Regions from separate parts of the Pan troglodytes genome. Here region 1 is linked to region 2. Evidence: chromatin contacts called from public Hi-C data. All regions are on one chromosome and are shown on one strand. Each heading gives the region's core, a stretch centred on a gene start, on an enhancer-like site or on the middle of the called end of the contact. The rest is flanking DNA. Distances are from core to core; before and after follow the strand shown.

The links. A called contact is a pair of places that touch in the nucleus more often than the background predicts.
Region 1: a Hi-C map of a lymphoblastoid cell line shows a contact between it and region 2, with 2.2 times the contacts expected there. The contact joins the enhancer-like site here to the promoter of SOCS1 in region 2. A contact is called at or near these places in 3 of 7 Hi-C or Micro-C datasets (induced pluripotent stem cells, a lymphoblastoid cell line and stem cell-derived neural progenitor cells).

What each region holds. Positions count from the first base shown.
Region 1 is chr18:14,010,107-14,012,806 of NHGRI_mPanTro3-v2.0_pri, reverse strand. No RefSeq gene overlaps it. Among named protein-coding and RNA genes, the nearest start is that of RMI2, 18 kb to the right of the region's middle. Within about 2 kb of position 1,261, at least 2 of the 24 cell types and tissues checked have an H3K27ac peak or open chromatin away from gene starts, as enhancers often do. A contact at or near this core is called in a lymphoblastoid cell line, where this site is marked.
Region 2 is chr18:13,902,494-13,905,193 of NHGRI_mPanTro3-v2.0_pri, reverse strand. SOCS1 (suppressor of cytokine signaling 1) reads left to right here and starts at 1,316. Exons shown (of 2, transcript XM_016929424.3): 1 at 1,316-1,456; 2 at 2,007-2,700. The coding sequence starts at 2,057. The coding sequence ends at 2,692. The region is part of intron 1 of LOC129137279 (a long non-coding RNA gene); the gene reads right to left.

The DNA of each region.
Region 1 (2,700 bases), core at 12-2,511, 110 kb before region 2:
CTTCAGATACCAATTGCTCTCCAGTAAAGGGAGTGTCCTGTTCCCCACAACTTAAATTAACTTGGAAATCTCACTTAAAACAGAAAAGTTAAGGTCTTCATAAGGTTTACCAGGGGCAATGCATTTGCAGGAATGCACGGGGCTGAAGGTCAAAGGCAAAGAAAACAAGGCACAAATTCTTTCACCCAGATGTGGTTTGTCCTTGTACACCCATGGTTAACAAGGTCACCTGGCAATGACAAATCTGCTTTTGAAGTTTTGTTTTTTTTTCTGGAGGCAGAGTCTTGTTCTGTCACTGAGGCTGGAGTGCAGTGGCGCGATCTCGGCTCACTGCAATCTCTGTCTCATGGGTTCAAGCGATTCTCCTGCCTCAGCCTCTGAGTAGCTGGGATTACAGGCGCCCACCACCATGCCTGGCTAATTTTTGATTTTTAGTATAGACGGGGTTTCACCATGTTGGCCAGGATGGTCTAAAACTCCTGATTCTCAAGTGATCCACCCGCCTTGTCCTCCCAAAGTGCTGGGATTATAGGCATGAGCCACCGTGCCCGGCCAGGTCAGTTTTCTCTAACAGAAGTAACAAAACAGATGTAATCCAAAATCACAGATATATCAAAATTTTCAAAATGGTGTTGGAGGCCAGGTGCAGTGGCTCATGACTGTAATCCCAACACCTTGGGACGCCGAGACAGGAGGATCACTTGAGATCAAGAATTCAAGACCAGCCTGGCCAACACATCGAGACCTCGTATCTATAAAAAAAAGTTTTTTTTTTTAATTGAGATGGAGTCTCGCTCTGTTGCCCAGGCTGGAGTGCAGTGGCGCCATCTCGGCTCACTGCAAGCTCCGCCTCCTGGGTTCATGCCATTCTCCTGCCTCAGCCTCCCGAGTAGCTGGGACTACAGGCCCCACGACACGCCCGGCTAATTTTTTGTATTTTTAGTATTCACTGTGTTAACCAGGATGGTCTCGGTCTCCTGACCTCGTAATCTGCCCGCCTCAGCCTCCCAAAGTGCTGGGATTACAGGCATGAGCCACCACGCCCGGCCAAAAGTGTTTAATGGTATTAGAAAATGCTGACTTGGGTAGTGACAGTTTCAATGCATCATTGCCTGGCCTTCTGGGTTTCACCTTGAACCTTGTGACAGGTGATCAAGTCATGTGTCCAAGCTCAGGGACTTCCTGTTGTACAGAGATGATGCTGCCTGGAGCACCCTACTCCAATCCCCCTCCCTTCAACTTCTCACAGTGTATCATATTCAGCCCACACCAGGGCAAGCCCCGCTCATGTCATCAGCCCTGCCCTGGCCAACAGCCTAGAAAAGATGCAGGTCAACTCCCACAAAGGGCAGGGTGACTCAGTTCATTCACATGCTACAAGCCAGCTGCCTGCCTGGTACTCTCTCCAGACCTGGGCTGTGTGCAAACTGCACAGACAGGGCCCCGTGCTCAGAAGGGTCCCCAATGCTTACTTGAATGCTCTATTACCATCTTGAATCTTAATTTCTGAAAATTATTGATTTTCATTTTGTGCTGATCCCTGCAAATTAAGTAGCCATTCCTACTTCAGAGCCACTTAACGAAGGTTCTTGGGTGGCTGGAATAGGCTGGGGTTTCCATAAAATAAGGGACTGGCTGGCCGGGCGTGGTGGCTCAAGCCTGTAATCCCAGCATTTTGGGAGGCCAAGGTGGGTGGATCATCAGGTCAAGAGATTGAGATCATCCTGGCTAACACAGTGAAACCTCATCTCCACTAAAAATACAAAAAGTTAGCCAGGAATGGCGGCACACGCCTGTGGTCCCAGCTACTTGGGAGGCTGAGGCAGGAGAATCGCTTGAACCTGGGAGGCAGAGGTTGCAATGAGCCGAGACTGCGCCACTGCACTCCAGCCTGGGCAACAGAACGAGACTCCATCTCAAAAAAAAAAAAAAAAAAAAGGCGGGGGAGGTGTTGCTGGCCAGGCGCAGAGCCCCTGCAACAGAAGACCCTTCCCTTGCTCTAAAGTAACCCTCTCAGAGCCATTTCTTAATGGAGCCTGCAACAGCCTGGTGACCTGCCCTCAACTGTTTTAATCATTGGCTGTCCCCTTCTTCAAGAGCAGGTGCATTTCACATAAGTGCATAATTAATACTAACAAGAGGGGCCACTGCCCGTGTGCTGGGGCCCTGTCATGTGTATTCTGTGCTCAGGGTCCCTGGGAGGCAAAGGACCCAGATCTATCCTTACAGTATGACTATAGATCACTCTAGAGTGGCCTGTCCTAAGCAGGACAAGACCCGGCAACCCTTTTGGTCAATGCTGGAGCATCTCCCAGGGATGAGCAATGGTGGCGTTCGCAGGATGGCTGGCAGCACTCGGCAGTGGGCCAGCTGTGCCTCAGTGATTCTGGTGGTTCAAACCCACAACCCAGCCAACTCACCCTAGGCTCCAACCAGCCTGGCTAACTGGGGACAGCCATTCCCAGCTGCACTCAGGCATCTGAAAGACCCTTCCTTTCCTGCGAAGCCTCTTTCAGGGTTTCAGGAAGGAAGTGGAGACAGTAAGGGGAAACCACAAACCCATATAACTCTAATAGTATCACCTCTTGGTCCATGGGGGTGGGGGAAGGGTGCTTCCCGTGTTGAATTTCATCCTGAAGCCACCCTGGTGGGGGTAGGGGCAATGCCATTCTCTCCATCTCACAAACAACATCGCATTGG
Region 2 (2,700 bases), core at 67-2,566:
AGGCATCGTGGGGCCAGGGAGGCGGGAAGGGACTGGGCACCAGGGCTTCCAGGAGAGAAGCCGTCTGAGAGCTGTCTGTAGAGGGCAGTGTGTCCCAGTGTGAGGCCAGTAACCAAGTGCCCAACCTAGCCAGGTTTTTATGTGGCCCCTTGTGATGCTGGGGCTCCTCACATGCCTTCATTCAAAAATACACGGAGCAGCCAGGCACCTACTCCATGGCCTTGCACGACAATCGGAATCACTAAATCACAAACACGTGTGCAAATTACAGCCCTGACCACCGACCGCTCACCATCCCAAGCCCCGGCCGTGTGTGTGGTGGGAAGGCAGTCTTTGAAGGGCAGATGCCTGACGGAGCAGTAGGAGGGGGAAATCTATGAGGAAGGGGTCGGGGGAGAGGAGGGCTAGGAAACCAGGTTTGGGGATTCATCACGTCTGAGAATGCACCATTTTTTCACTGGGCTCCAATTTGATGTCGTCCAGCTGCACCTCTCCCCAAAATGAAGACGGGGAAGGCGAGATCCAGGTCCAGAGCTCCCAATCTGCAAGCCATTGCAAATCCCAGCCCCTCCCCAGCCTCAGTTTCTTCCGCAGCCGGGTAGTGGGAGCGCAGGGAGGGCAGTCGAGGCCACCAGGGACCTTGCCCGGCCCCGCCCAGTTTCCGAGGAACTGGGCCGGGGTGGAGGCGACCGCGCCGCCAGGGGTTCCTCTGAAGCCTGTGGTCAGGCCGCCGCTTCCTGGGAAGCCCGAGCCAAGATCAGAGACCGCGGCCGGCCGGGGCTTCGGGACAGCAGGGCGGGCGACTGAGGGCGTCGACGGCGGGTGGAGCAGGGGCTAGGAGGGGGTCTACGGGTGGGGTCAGGCTCAGGGTTGGGGACACCTTCTGTGGCCTCCTAGGGGGATCTGGCTGCAGGGGAGGAGAGGACAGGGCTCTGCCCCCGGCGGGTGTGGAGACAGCTGGGGCGGAGGAGGGTGTGTCAGGGCGCGTCCCAAGAGGGCCTGGCGGCAGAAAGTGGAACCGGAGGTAGCGGGGCAAAATCGGGGTCGCCAAGTCCGAAGGAGAGGTCCGAGAAGTGGCCGGAAGGCGCAGGGTCGGGGCCAGAGCCCCTCGAGAGGCGGGTGCTGGGGCAGGTGCGAACAGGCGGGCAGAGGGCCCCGCGGGAGGGTCCACAAGAGAGGGAAACAGGGCCGAAGCGGTCCTCGCCGGACGCCACCGCGGAAAGAGAAACCAAAAGTGGAGCTGGGGGCGGGGCCGGCAGGGGCGGGGCCTCCCGCCGTCGCTAGCCCCGCCTCCAAGCCGGTTTAAAAGACTGGCGCAGGGGCGGGCGCCGAGCAGAGCGAGCTGCGGCCGTGGCAGCTGCGCGGCTCCTGGCCCCGGAGCATGCGCGAGAGCCGCCCCGGAGCGCCCCGGAGCCCCCCGCCGTCCCGCCCGCGGCGTCCCGCGCCCCGCCGCCAGGTGAGCCGGGCCCTGGGCAAGGAGGCGGGAGGGAGGAGGGAGGGGAGTCCAGGGCAGCCAGGAGTCGGGCGGGCCTCGGGGGCTGCAGGATGGGGTCGCGGCCGCGATGCCCCTGACCCTCGCCGGCCCCACCCAGGCCGCCCCCCGCGCGCGGGGCTCCCGCAGCACAGCCTTTCTCCGGCCCTAGCCCAAATCGCCCAGACCAGGCGCGGATCCCAGCCTGGCCAGCAGGCGGCGGGCGCGGGGCGGCGAGCCGGGGCCGGACGGCTGGAGCCAGAGCCGGCTGCTCTCCACGCCCCCCTCTCGGTGCTGCCCGGAGGCCGGACTCCGCCTCCACCGAGCCCCCACCCGCCGGGAAGAGCTCCGCGGAGTACAGAGCCCATTTTCCAGCTGTGTCCACTGAGGCTGAACGGATCCGCGCGGACTTGGTGCTCCGTGCTCGCCCCCTAGGGCCGGGTCCGCCGGGAGCGCCGCCCTCCGGAGTTGTCCGGCCGGCGCACACCTGCCCGGCCCCGCAGCGCCCCAGCTCACCGCTTTGTCTCTCCCGCAGCGCACCCCCGGACGCTATGGCCCACCCCTCCGGCTGGCCCCTTCTGTAGGATGGTAGCACACAACCAGGTGGCAGCCGACAATGCAGTCTCCACAGCAGCAGAGCCCCGACGGCGGCCAGAACCTTCCTCCTCTTCCTCCTCCTCGTCCGCGGCCCCCGCGCGCCCGCGGCCGTGCCCCGCGGTCCCGGCCCCGGCCCCCGGCGACACGCACTTCCGCACATTCCGTTCGCACGCCGATTACCGGCGCATCACACGCGCCAGCGCGCTCCTGGACGCCTGCGGATTCTACTGGGGGCCCCTGAGCGTGCACGGGGCGCACGAGCGGCTGCGCGCCGAGCCCGTGGGCACCTTCCTGGTGCGCGACAGCCGCCAGCGGAACTGCTTCTTCGCCCTTAGCGTGAAGATGGCCTCGGGACCCACGAGCATCCGCGTGCACTTTCAGGCCGGGCGCTTTCACCTGGATGGCAGCCGCGAGAGCTTCGACTGCCTCTTCGAGCTGCTGGAGCACTACGTGGCGGCGCCGCGCCGCATGCTGGGGGCCCCGCTGCGCCAGCGCCGCGTGCGGCCGCTGCAGGAGCTGTGCCGCCAGCGCATCGTGGCTACCGTGGGCCGCGAGAACCTGGCTCGCATCCCCCTCAACCCCGTCCTCCGCGACTACCTGAGCTCCTTCCCCTTCCAGATTTGACCGGCAGC